Regions from separate parts of the Sus scrofa genome. Here region 1 is linked to region 2. A link is a contact called in public HiChIP or PLAC-seq data. All regions are on one chromosome and are shown on one strand. The core of a region is the stretch at or near the end of the contact, and the rest is flanking DNA. Distances in the headings are between cores, read along the strand shown.

Region 1 (6,516 bases), core at 3,333-5,832, 81 kb after region 2:
CCTGTCATTGTACAGTAGGTTTCCCATTCCTTGCAGATGCAGATGTTCCTGATTCAGTTAGCAGGGAGCTTGGAAGGGTGTTCTCAACTATCTTTCCTCCTCAACACATAAGACAGTGAGAACACTTTCTCTCCATTAAGCACTTCACTGTATACTACAGCTGCGAGCCTCAGCCTGGCAGGCACCAGAACATGGGAAGCAGAAAAGAAAGTTCTGCTGTTCGCCAAACCATGGCGATTACCAAAGCAATGTCTCCTAAACGCATCTCTGGGAGGCCATTCAATCTGGTCCTTCCAAAAATGAAACAGGAATTTTTGGTTTTCTACTCAAGTTGCTCCTCCTTTCAAAGTCAGTTCTTTCAAATTTTATTCCTTACTAAGTATTTACTAAGAAATTTAGGTAATTACTTAATAAACCTCTCATAAAACCACTCTGTTAGAAAAATGTCGTGAGTTCCCGTCATGGCTCAGGGGTAACAAACCCAACTAGTATCCATGAGGACCTGGGTTAAGTAAGAATCCAGTGTTGCCGTGTGCTTCGGTGTAGGTCAAAGAGGTAGATTAGATCCTGCACTGCTGTGGTGTAGGCCGGCTCCAATTTGATACCTAGCCTGGGAACTTCCACATGCTGTAGTTATGGCCCTAAAAAGACAAAAAAAAAAAAAAAGTTTTAACCCCACAGAAATAAAAAACCAAATTTTTGCCTTAAAGACACTTATACTTACAGGTGTACTATTATTATTTATCATGGTTACAAAAACCCTGGTACTCTGGAACTCAGTTCTGTACAGATGCCCATGACAGCTTTTTTGCAGGGGTAATATAGCTCTGAAATTATTAATCACTCTTTTTTTTTTTTTTTGCTATTTCTTGGGCTGCTCCCACGGCATATGGAGGTTCCCAGGCTAGGGGTCTAATTTGAGCTGTAGCCACCAGCCTATGCCAGAGCCACAGCAATGCGGGATCCGAGCCGCGTCTGCAACCTACACCACAGCTCATGGCAACGCCGGATTTTTTGTTTTTTTTTTTTTTTTTTTTTTTTTTTGTTGTTGTTGTTGTTGTTATTGTTGCTATTTCTTGGGCCGCTCCAACGGCATATGGAGGTTCCCAGGCTAGGGGTTGAATGGGAGCTGTAGCCACCAGCCTACGCCAGAGCCACAGCAACGCGGGATCCAAGCCGCGTCTGCAACCTACACCACAGCTCACGGCAACGCCGGATCTTAACCCACTGAGCAAGGGCAGGGATCGAACCCGCAACCTCATGGTTCCTAGTCGGATTCGTTAACCACTGCGCCACGACGGGAACTCCTAATCACTCTTTAAATGCATTTTACAGTTGTAGTTTCCTACTATTTTCTGCATTTGGGAAATATCTTCAAGTAGGCGCATTTCCACAAATTATCCACAGAGGAACTTATACTCAACTTTAAAAAAAATCCTCATGTATGTTCTTTTACTTTATTAAACTATAAAATTTGGACTAAGAAACTTCCCAGCCAGAATCATTAGATATTTGAAAGAAGGGAAATAAAAAATCCTTCTAGTAGATAATCAACCAAGCTGTTCCCTTTTTAAAATGAATACAAACTCATTATCAGTGAAGAGCTAAAATAAATGTGAATGGAAACTACATGGCATTAAGAAAATGACCAATCTCTCTTAATGCTAATCCCAGCAACTAAACATGCAACATGAAGGATTTGGGTAAACTGTTTACTTATCTATTTTTGGCCATACCCACAGCATATGGAAGTTCCCAGGCCAAGGATCAAATGAGCTGCGGTAATGTCAGATCCTTAACCTCCTGCACCACAGTGGGAACTCCTGAACTATTTATTTTTTAAATGGCAACCTAATTCTAAGATAGAGATATTCACCAAAATACACTCAATATATATTTTCTCACAATGTACAAGAAAACACTGCTAATGGCAGTCTAGAACATTTATATCCATTAAAACCTACAGAAAAATCATGAACACAATCTTAACACAAGTTTTTAAAAAAAGATTAAGGGAAATGCTCCCTCCAAAACTGCAATCGATTTGGCATTTATCTTTTCAAGTAGTTTTCACTGAAAAGTCTGAATAATCTAAATCACTCTTCTAAGCAGGCCTTCCCTTCACTGGCCTGGTTGAGAAAGGTACTCAGTTGTCAACAAAGTCAAGACTTCCATCCAGTACTCTGGGGTTCCGCCAAATTCACTCTTCTTAGACTTCAGTGAAAGGTTTGATCCTGATTAGGCGCCTGCAAAGGTCTGCCAAGAGTTCTGGTGCACAAGCCTGGGCAAATCAGGCCCTGGTGAACAACTCAAACCAGTGGGCCCTGTTGATGATTCCTATTCAAAGGATAGCAGATCAAGAACTGTGGGCACTAGAGTTCCCGTTGTGGCACAGTGGTTAATGAATCCGACTAGGAACCATGAGGTTGCGGGTTCCATCCCTGGCCTTGCATTGCCGTGAACTGTGGTGTGGGTCATAGACGTGGCTCGGATCCCGCGTTGCTGTGGCTCTGGTGTAAGCTGGCAGCTCCAGCTCCGATTAGACCCCTAGCCTGGGAACGTCCATATGCGCAGGAGCGGCCCAAGAAATGGCAAAAAGACCAAAAAAAAAAAAAAAAAAAAAAAAAAAGAACTGTGGGCATTGTTCACTTGAAGAATTAAAATATACATTTAATAGCTCTAAAATATCACCAGTCAGGTTTCTGTTGTTTTTTAAAATTGTATTAGTAGTTTCTTTGGGGGGAAAAATCATTACTACATTAACTTAGAGTCTAAATGAGAAGTAAGGTATGGGCTTACATCTTCCTCAAATAAAAGCTGTCCCAAGAAGAGTGTTTAAAATGTTACATATATGTGTAGATGTACTGCTACAACATGGTGGAAATAAATTTACAATTTCTTCAACTCAGCTCAACCACTGCATTTTTATTATTAGAATCTAAACAAACCCAAGAAAATTTAGGCAACATTACCATACTTGGTGCCTCCAAGTCTAGGTACATTGAAGAACTTCTTATGTGAACTGTCATTTAATGTTTCAATAAGGTACTCAAAGGCATATCCTGAAAAAAAAATTATACTTCCATTAAACACAGATACAAAGGACCTTTATTCAAACAAAAAATAGCTAGAAATCAGCTTTGTCCAATAAAATTTTCTGCAGTGGTCCAAAAGTTCAATTCTTTGCACTGTCTATCAAGGTAGCCATTAGCCACATGTGGCTATTAAGCACTTGAAATATGGTTACAATGAACAGAGTTTTAAATTTTAATTAATTTAAATCGTTACATGTAGCTAGCGTCCACTGTATTGGATAGTATAACTCTAAACCATGACTCTTCTCGAATTAAAAACTGGTAAAATAACTCTTGAAATGTGATAACAAAGAATACCTAGAAAGGGACAATAAGAATTATTTATAAGAAGTATAGGTATATTTTGTGAAGACCTGCGTAAATACAGACAGGACAATTTGAGAACCGTCACAACTATAAGAATTTTTTTAAAAAAATAATCAAAAGACAGATTTTTACACTGTAGTCAACAACGTGAACAAAATCAAAACCAAACCAAAACAACTTATCAGGTCAGACCTTAATAGGTCTTAAGACTAAGGGTAAAGGTGAAAAACAAAACATCTGGGTATATTAGCATGTCTTCCTGGTTTTGCATGAATTGACGCTTAACTACAAAGACCCAGGGGTCTCCTGCGAATGTACCCCAACTCCTACATTCTTGAAGTAGTGGGGAGGCAGCCTTGAGGTTAAAGAACATTCAGAGCTTTTGTGCAGACTCATTGCGGTGGGTGGGCAGGACCCTCAACATTGTTCGGACCTTGCTCGGAAATGAGAAGCAATAAGCAGAGCTCACTTTGGGGGAATACTAAATGTTTTTCCTCTTTTTTATTGAGGAGGAAGCTAAGAAGGTGGTTGGGGGTAGGGGGGCGGCGGAGGAGACCCAGAGCTGCAATAAATGGTCTGGGAACTGATTAACCAGTGTTCGGCCTTGACCGCCCCCCACTCCGCTTCCAGAGGCAAAGAGAGAGGGAGTGACTTGAGGCTGGACAGCGGAATAAACAACTATCTGCGAGAGACCCAACCAAGGAGACGCCGGCCCCCACCCTCATCTCTTACAAATGGGGGGCGGGGAGAGGACGAAAGTGGGCCTCTCCCTGACCGTAGTGCTAAGTGAGGAGTACCAAAAGACTCTGGAAGGGGCCAACAGGCTGACGCCGCCACTGGTCGAGGCCAGCGGCGGAGCGGACGGGCCTGATGGGGTCACGCTGCGGGGCGAGGGCGGCGAGGCCGGGCTCTCGGGGCCTGGAAGCAGAGAGTGAGGCCCATCAGGCAGGCCTTAAGGGAGCAGGACCTGAGCCCAGAGGGCCCGGGAGCCGGCCGAGTGACTCCAGGCGAGAAGCAAAGGACCCGGAGCCCGGGAAGCGCGCGTCTCCAGCTGCCACATCCCAGGGGGCGGACTGAAACTAACCTGCACTTGGGGCGTCCATCGCCGGAGACCATATTATCCCTGCGGGGAGGGGGCCCGCGGGGTAAGGAGGGGGAGGCCGGGCGGGGAAAAAGGGGAGGAAGGCAGGCGGACCCGCAAGGGAAGAAGGAAAAGAGCAGTCTCGCGCAAACACCGCGAGAGCCGCAGAGTCGACCCCAGGTCTAGGTCTGAGCTCGCGGGATTTGCCGCCCAACTCTCGCGAGATCATCGGACGTGGAGACAAAGAAAGAGAAGGGGCGGAGCCAGCGAGAAGGCGATTTTTTGCGCCTGCGTCCCTGTTCTCGCGATCGGACGCTAAGGCTGGAGCGGCTGTATCTTCCACGGCACTAGCTTGGCCCTCCTAGCGATCCGTTACTAAGTTGCGGCTTCAAATATCTAATTGAGGTTGTGAGATCCAGCGGTGCAAGGGCTCCAGCGGGATATCCAGCGGTGTGGGGGAGGGAGGAGTCAGAATTGCTACTCCTAGGAAAAACAGCCTAAGGCGAACCCCTTTCACCAGAAGATAGTCTCAGGCTAAACCTGTCGTATGTGTGGCCTGCACGCGTGTTCTTGGAGAGGGTGACCGGACTGATCTGGCATGTAGGAAGCGCTCTAATTGTTGAATGAATTTTCCTTTCACCCCTGTAGCTTCATTCTCTCCTTTTCCACACACTCCTTCCCATGGGCAGTTAATCATGCTAAAGTCTCCATCCCGCCTCCGCCTCCGCTCCTCTAGTACCTGCGTTCTCTGCCGCCTTATCTCCTGTTGGCAGCCAGCTTTCCAGAGAGCGCTGGTTGCGCTCTCCCTTCCCCTCCCACTCCTTATCCCTCTCCAGTCTGCTTTCCACCCGCTAGAAACACCTCTGGTCAAGGACAGCCATAACCCCATTCGCTAATCACACGTTTCTCAATCCTTATTCTCCTTGATCTCTGCCCTTGTTGAGAAATATTCTTCCATCAGTTTTTGTGACCTCAGATGCTACTTGTTTTTCTTCCTATCCTTAAGGGTGCTCCGTCTCAGTCTCATTTGCAGGCCCCTCTTCCTCTGCCCAGCCATTCAATGTACTGGTATTAAATATATCCCAGGGCTCTGGCCTTGCACTGTTTTCCCGGCGCATCTCACTCTCTCCTTTGGCTTCAGTTATTAGTTATATGTTCTTATTTACCAGTCTACCTCCAACCCAAACACATCTCCTAAGCCCAGAGGTGTCCCTGAAACCCAAACACATCCCCTAAGCCCATAGTTGTATATTCTAGTACCTATTGGATGACTCCATATCTCACAGGCACCCCAGACTCAAAATCTCCAAAACAGAAGTCATCATTTTCCCCTTAAAACCCTTTACTCCTTTAGTATTGCCTGTATCAATGAATGGCACCACCAACCCCTAAGTTACCCATGCCAGACACAGACACACCATTTTTCTCTCTCTCTTTTTGGCAGTGTCTGTGGCTTGCAGAAATCTCTGGGCCAGAGATCAAACCTGCGCTACAGCAGCGAACCCAAGCCCCAGCAGTGACAACGTGGGATCCTTAATCTCAAGGCCACCAGGGAACTCCCACAGAGACATCATTCTTGATCCTGTACCCTCTACCCTAATCACTAACCCAACAAGCCTTGCTGAAGCAAACCCCAGTATAGTTCCTCTATTTATGTGCCTTTCTAACCATTCCCTCGGCCACCACCCAGGTCTAGATTTGAACATATCCTGTCTAGATGACTGACAGTCTTCTCAAAAAGACCCTGGGACATGAGTACTACTGTAATTGTCATTTTCATGATAATGAGACTGAAACTCTGCGAGGTTAAGAAACTTACACAACATTGCTCAGCTACCAAGTGACTGAGTCAGGGTTCTCTCTGGTATCTCATACCTATTGTTTGTACCTTTTCAGGAAACTTCCTTTAGGCAGAATCACTTCTCCGTCACGCTGTAGTGTCTCACTTGCTGTTCTTCCTTTGTGGAACACTGTGCTGTGCCCTGTCCTGCTACTACTCAGTCTTCAGGCCTTAGTCCAGATATTTCCTAAAGA
Region 2 (6,355 bases), core at 2,164-4,663:
TGGTGTTGTCACTGCAGCGGCTTGAGTTTCTGCTGAGGGGTGGGTTTGATTCCCTGGCCCAGGAACTTCCATATGCTATGGGCCCAGCCAAAAAAAAAAAAAGAAATTCAGCTGCTACACCCTTCAGACAAAAACTATATGTTTTATCTTTGTAGGAAACTTCAACTGGATGTCATTCAACACAGAAGATAAACAAATGCACCCTTAAGTTCTTCACAACAATGCATTTACCATCACCACCCTGTGGAGAGGGAGGAGAATAAACACTAGGAAACTATGGTAAATCCCCAGATCCAACTACAAAGAAAAAGGTCTTGCCAGTCAGAAAGACAGACTACCCCCACGCTCTTAGGTAGTAGTACACTCACCTCCTAAGGACTTACTGATGGGTGGCAGTGAGAGGACCAGAGGGCAGCATATTTTATGAGCCTGCCTACAAAGTCTAGGGCTAGGCTCACAGGGAGAGTGCATTCCTTTCTTTACCTCCTGCTCCCTGGAGGCTGCCCCAGCTCTCCTACAGCCTAGGCATCCTCTGGAACTGTTCCTAATCAAGCGCAAGCTGCAGAGGGGGCCCGACAGGGATTCTGTGGAGGGATGATGCGTTCTCAGATGAGTATATGAGAAAGGCCCTATAACCAGCACTCACTGAAGGAAAAATCTCCAATGAGCGATCCAGCTCTCTGCTAGTGGCAAAGCCCTGCACACTTAACTGTAACAGAAACTTTACTAAATATACAGGATTGTCTAAACTTTCCCCAGAACTCCAGAAGACTTGTTCTTTCATAAGACTCAGTATAATTCAATACAATTCCTGAGTAACCATTCTAAATAATACCTCAACGGCATCCTATCTGCCAGACACTGTGATGGTTTATTTCATTAAACTGCCACAACCACACTAGCAGGCTGAGGCCCACAGAATTTAAACAATGGGTGGGAAGTCACGCAGTTTGTATTGGTAGAGCCTAGACTTAACCCAAAGTAGCATGGCTACCAAGCCTGTACTCTTATCATCGTATAACAGTGTTTCTACACTAAGTACTTGTCCCTGCATTTAAAAAGAATAACAAATGGTCCTAGGCCCCAAGGAACTTTTAAGCAAATAAAGTAATAGCAAATATTTTCAAAAGTAAAAACCCCACAAACTGCTCAACTCTACCATGTCGCATGAACAGACCTCTCAAAGTATGTGAGATATTTTAAACTCTCCTTTAGATTTCACTTACTCATTCAGTTTATAAATTTTTTCAGAAAAAAAGACTTCATCAAGAAGCTTGTGGATGTTGCGCCTCTCTGCTGCAAGCAAAACACCATCATTTGCTAAAATTCCCAAACAGGTGCCTGCATGTCCAATAGCTTCCATGGCATATTCAACTTGGTACAAGCGACCTACAAAACACAAGCAGTGAGAAAACATGACTCTCCTCCTTGCTCCTGAACCACTGGTCAAAGGAGAATCAGCAACAACACTGGAGGACTACAAATAAAGCCCCACTTTGACTCACTGCCCTATGATGCATGTAATCAAGTTGGTGACCATAATTACTTCAAAGTACAAAAAGGATGAACAAGACAGTAAATATTTAAAAGAGTCTATAGATTTTTCCCTCCCCTAAAATTCACTTAAATTTTTTGTTCATTTGTTTTTGAGACAGATTAGAAAATTTATATTTTACCTTCTGGAGAAAATATAGTGGTCCTGGAATCATATCTTCGAGACTGCAAAGGAAAAATAAATAAGTGATTCCTACCCAATAAAAGGAAGCAAAGCCCACAAATCATCTTGTAGAATATGCCATGGTACACAAAATTCAGAGTGTGGGAGGAAACTGATAAGACATCATTCTATTTCAATTTTCTCATCCAAGTCTGTAAGCTGAGTACAAGCAATACAATTCATTAGGCAACAGCTCATTGACATGTGTATTAACTCACCATATTTCCTGAACTTTATTTAATTCCTGTAAAAAGAAAATAGGATAATTATTAAAATGAAACTTTAAAAAGCACCACTTGACGTAAAAAAAAAAACCTGTTTTGTTCACTCCCTTCTCTCAGCCAGCATTTATGATGCACCAGGCACTATGGCAAATGCTGGAATACCAGAGTAGTTAAGACCAATCTCTTTCCTGAAGAGCTTGCAGACTGGCAGTGAGGTGAGGCAGACAGACAAAGAGGGACAATCATAACAACAATGTCAAAACAGAGGCACTAAGGGTACAGTGCGGAGGGGATGGAGAAAATCAATAAAGTATTTTTTTGTGAAACAAATACAGAAAATGATCCCAAATTAGAGATGGGAGAGGCAGAAACAAAACTGAGAACACTGAGGTCTAAGAAGAATAGGGGAAGAAAGAAGGGCAGGGCACTCAAGGAGAAGAGAAAGCCTGAGCAAAGGGCACGGTGGCAGGTTAGCTCAATGGGAGAAATACACTCCTGAAGTTAAAAAAGTAATATGAAAAAAAGGAGAGAATTAAGCAAGTATCCAGATCATGTAGAGCTCTGAATGTCAAGCTATGAGTCTTAGGCTTCTCCAGAAAATGATACGGGGTCCTGAACTCCGAAGGGCAGGAAAGGGGCGGTAATCTATGGCATCACTACCATTCCCGTAAGAGACACACTGGGGCTAAGAGTGATTTGGTGTAAAAGCCCAATTTCGGACTTCAGAGCCAATCTTCCCAAATACTGGAGTACCGGGAATTAGGAATGGAAAGACAAGCAGGGATAAGGGCCTGAAGGGCCACGTGCCTAGGTAAGAACTAAAACCATGAATTTTCTGTCTTAAGCAAAGGAGCTCCACCGAAAGATGCTGGGCCAAAGAGCCACAGGAGCACTGCAGGAAGATCACTCTGGCTGGTAAACGCTGGGGCAGGGTAAGCAGTTGTGAGGCTGCTGCAACAGGCAGGTGAAGGGAGGGCAGAGGAGATCCGTCAGAGTTCTGATTCGCGCGAGAACACAACTTTCTCATCTCCACGCCTGACGCCGGACACCGGCCCCACGAGAGTTCACTCGCACCCCCTAGCCAGCAAAGCTAACTTCCACGTACTGACTCTTCCAGGGGCGGCCCTGCCCACCAGCCCAAGCCCACCCCACCGCTGGCGCGTCCCTGGCCCCGCTGTGCCAGCTCCATGCAAGAAAGCTCGACGCGGCCGCCTGGGGCCAGTCCCGCGGCCGGTGCGCCTCGGAGAAGGCGGTGCAGAGTCATCGTGCCCACGGTTCCCCAGCGGCCGCTGCAGGCCGGGACTCGCTCTGCGGTAACGCCCACGGCCCCCGCCCACGGGGTGAACGGCAAAGCTCCGCGGAAGCCCAGGGGGCAAAGGCTTACCGAAGGGAGGACTGTGAAGAGCCGAGACCTACACCGAGGACCCTTCTCCGAGGGTGAAAACCCACCGCCGCTGCGCGTGAATCCGCCGCTAATATGGCCCCCGCGCGTGCGCAGAACCACCGGGGGCGGGGCAGCGGAAGATGCGGAAGTTCTTCTGGGAGGCAGAGCCAGAACCAGAGCAGGTGGCCTTCGTGGGAGCTGGGGCGTTGGGGTGCGACTGGCGTGGCTGGGATCCTGAGCCAGCAGATGGGGCACTATAGCATGGGAAGGCGAGCAGAAACACCCTGGCCAAGTCGGAGGTGGAGTTGTGGCTAAACTCCGTTTTTCACGCTGTGGGCTCTATTTTTACTTTCACTTTCTCTTGTGCGCTAAGTCGTAGACCTGGAAGAGCAATGGCGTGGGACCGCCTATTAAATTGCTTACTATTCCTGCCCTGTTCTCCTAATGGGCCCAAGCAAATCAGACGTTACCCTTAACCCTGCTTCTTCTCATCTCCCTTCTTGAATCTTTCTTCCACTTTTATTGCTGTTTATTCCACTTTATTCCACTTTTATATGCATTTTTGGGTATATAAAGCAAATTATAATGGGGCTTACAGCTTTGGGAGAAACTTTACCTTAATCTCCTCCTCTGCCTTTCACCTGGTCAGAAAGGCAACCTGACCAACCTGGTGAAAGTAATACCCTACCGTCACCACACATACACATTATCTTCTATACAGAGATTATGTTTGTTTATGTGTTCATTATCCATCTCTCCTTTCCACCCTTTTTTTCATCTGGCTTCGATCCCTAGATAAACTATTCATGGTTTAAGTTTCTTGACTAGACGTTAATGCTAGGTTATTTGCTCACAGTTTCCTCCAAGGGGAGGTTCTCAGGGCAGGGACTTTGTCCTCTTTAGGTTGGGTAAAAAATTATTATTGGGAGTTCCTTTCATGGCTCAGCGATTAACAAACTCCACTAGGATCCGTGAGGATGCGGGTTCTACCCCGGACCTCAAAAAGTGGGTTAAGGATCCGGCATTCCTGTGAGCTGTGGTGTAAGTCGTAGACGTGGCTTGGGTCCCTGTTGTGGCTGTTGGTGTAGACCCTCAGCTGAAGCTCCAATTCTACCCCTAGCCTGGGGACTTCCATATACCGTTGGTGCAGCCCTAAAAAGAAAAGAAAGAAAAGAAAGAAAAAAAAGAAGAGGGATCGGTTGAGATTAAAAAAGCAGAAGTAAAAAATAATTTTGACAAGTTTAGGTGACAGAGTAGTTCCAAATGAAGAAGTCAATAATGGAGTAAAGCAGGAAAGGCATTTTGAGCCAGACTGTAGAATGCCTTCAATGCTAGAACTTTTTCTGTAGGTAATGGGAAAAGAGGATTAAAGTGATGTTTTAGGATGATAAAGCCTCATGATCTCCCATGAGGGCATCAGTCTCATAACAGTACTACTTTCATGGGTTTGTTGTGGAGATGAGATGAGATAATACATGTAAAGTACTGTGATATAATATGAAATCTGTTTAGTCTTTTTGTCCCCAGTTCTAGCACAAAGCTTCTAAATCTCATGTCATTTCCTGGCTGGTAGAAGAGGAGTGTCTTTCATTGGTTTGTTTTAGGGCCGCACCGGTGGCATATGAAAGTTCCCAGACTAGGGGTCGAATCGGAGCTGTTAGCTGCTGGCCTACACCACAGCCACAGCAACTCAGCATCCCTGAGCAAAGCCAGGGATTGAACCGGAGTCTTCATGGATAGTAGTTGGGTTTATTCCTGCTAAGCTGAGCCACAACGGGAAGCCAAGGAGTGTCTTTTTTATTCATAATAAGCCCCTTTCAGCTACACCTGAATTTATGCTAACAGAGGTGACTCTTCGAGGATGGGGACTGACTGTCAGAGGAACCAACCAAGTGAATAGAGGGCTGAAACTTTTAGTCTTACCCGCCCCCACCCTCTGGGGAGGGGAGATGGGAGGGAAGTTGATTCGATCACCAATGAAGCCTCCATAAAAACCCTAACCAGAGGGATTGAGAGAGCTTCTGGGTTGGTGAGCACATCCATCCACATGCTGGTAGCATGGTGCACCCTGACTCCACAGAGACAGAAGCATCTGGGCTTTCAACCTTTCTGGACCTCATGTTACATACTTTTCCTCTGGCTGTTACCCCTTATAATAAACTAATAAACTTTTTCCTTGAGTTCTGTGGGCGCTTCTGGCAAATATATCAAATGTGAGGAGGAAGTCCTGGGAACCCCCAAATTACAGCCAGTGGATCAAAAGTACAACCTAGGACTTGAGGCTGGCATCTGAAGTAGAGGCATTTTTGTGGGACTGAGCTCTTAACCTGGGGGTCTGCTCTAACGCCAGGAGTGTCAGAATTGTTCAATGTGCATGAAAACCCCACACATTTAGTGTCAGAAGTGTTGTGAGAGTGGAGAGAAAGTTTCTTTGAAAGAAACTGAGTACTTAGTACTCAGTAAATGTTGGTTTTTTATTATCTATTGTTAAACAGTAGGGCCTGAAGGACAAGGATTATGATCATCATTTACTGTTCTAAAATTCTGAATCCTAAGAATCAGATCACTGGTTGAATATGAGAGAGGCAAGTAGGAAACTACTGCAGTTTTTTGAGTTTGGATAACCTGATTCATTCATTTCGTAAATATTTATTCTTTTCAGTGTGCCGAGCCCTGTGCTAAAAACTTTGCATTAATCTCTATGAAATCCTCACAACTAACTCTCTGAGACTGGTACCACAGGCACTATGTAAGACAGATCCTACTTCACCTTTATAGATAAGAAAATAGAGGCACAGAGAAGTTAAAGGTGAATAGCAGAATGATGCAAGTGAATGACAGAAGACCATTCAGAGAGACCTAGTTTGGGGAGTATAGATAGTTCTGTAGGTAGGTGGGTAGGTGGAGAGACATACAGTCAATATGCACTCATGTATGTTGAGAGAGAGAACTACTGAGAAGGTATTTGAATGAGCAGGGTTCTAGACTTGCGTCATCCACAGAGAATGGATAATGAAAATGACAAGAATG

What was found. HiChIP or PLAC-seq counts read pairs in DNA pulled down with a chosen protein or histone mark.
Region 1: a contact with region 2 is called in an H3K27ac HiChIP or PLAC-seq map of alveolar macrophages. The contact joins the promoter of IREB2 here to the promoter of PSMA4 in region 2. A contact is called at or near these places in 2 of 5 promoter capture datasets (fetal liver and liver), 9 of 47 Hi-C or Micro-C datasets (blood, epiblast stem cells, heart right ventricle and 3 more) and 1 of 2 datasets of contacts at active chromatin or transcription factors (alveolar macrophages).

The regions. Positions count from the first base shown.
Region 1 is chr7:47,524,617-47,531,132 of Sscrofa11.1, forward strand. IREB2 (iron-responsive element binding protein 2) reads right to left here and starts at 4,583. Exons shown (of 23, transcript NM_001167781.1): 1 at 4,486-4,583; 2 at 2,973-3,062. The coding sequence starts at 4,504.
Region 2 is chr7:47,445,186-47,451,540 of Sscrofa11.1, forward strand. PSMA4 (proteasome subunit alpha 4) reads right to left here and starts at 3,414. Exons shown (of 9, transcript NM_001244468.1): 1 at 3,326-3,414; 2 at 1,936-1,961; 3 at 1,677-1,719; 4 at 1,227-1,389. The coding sequence starts at 1,938.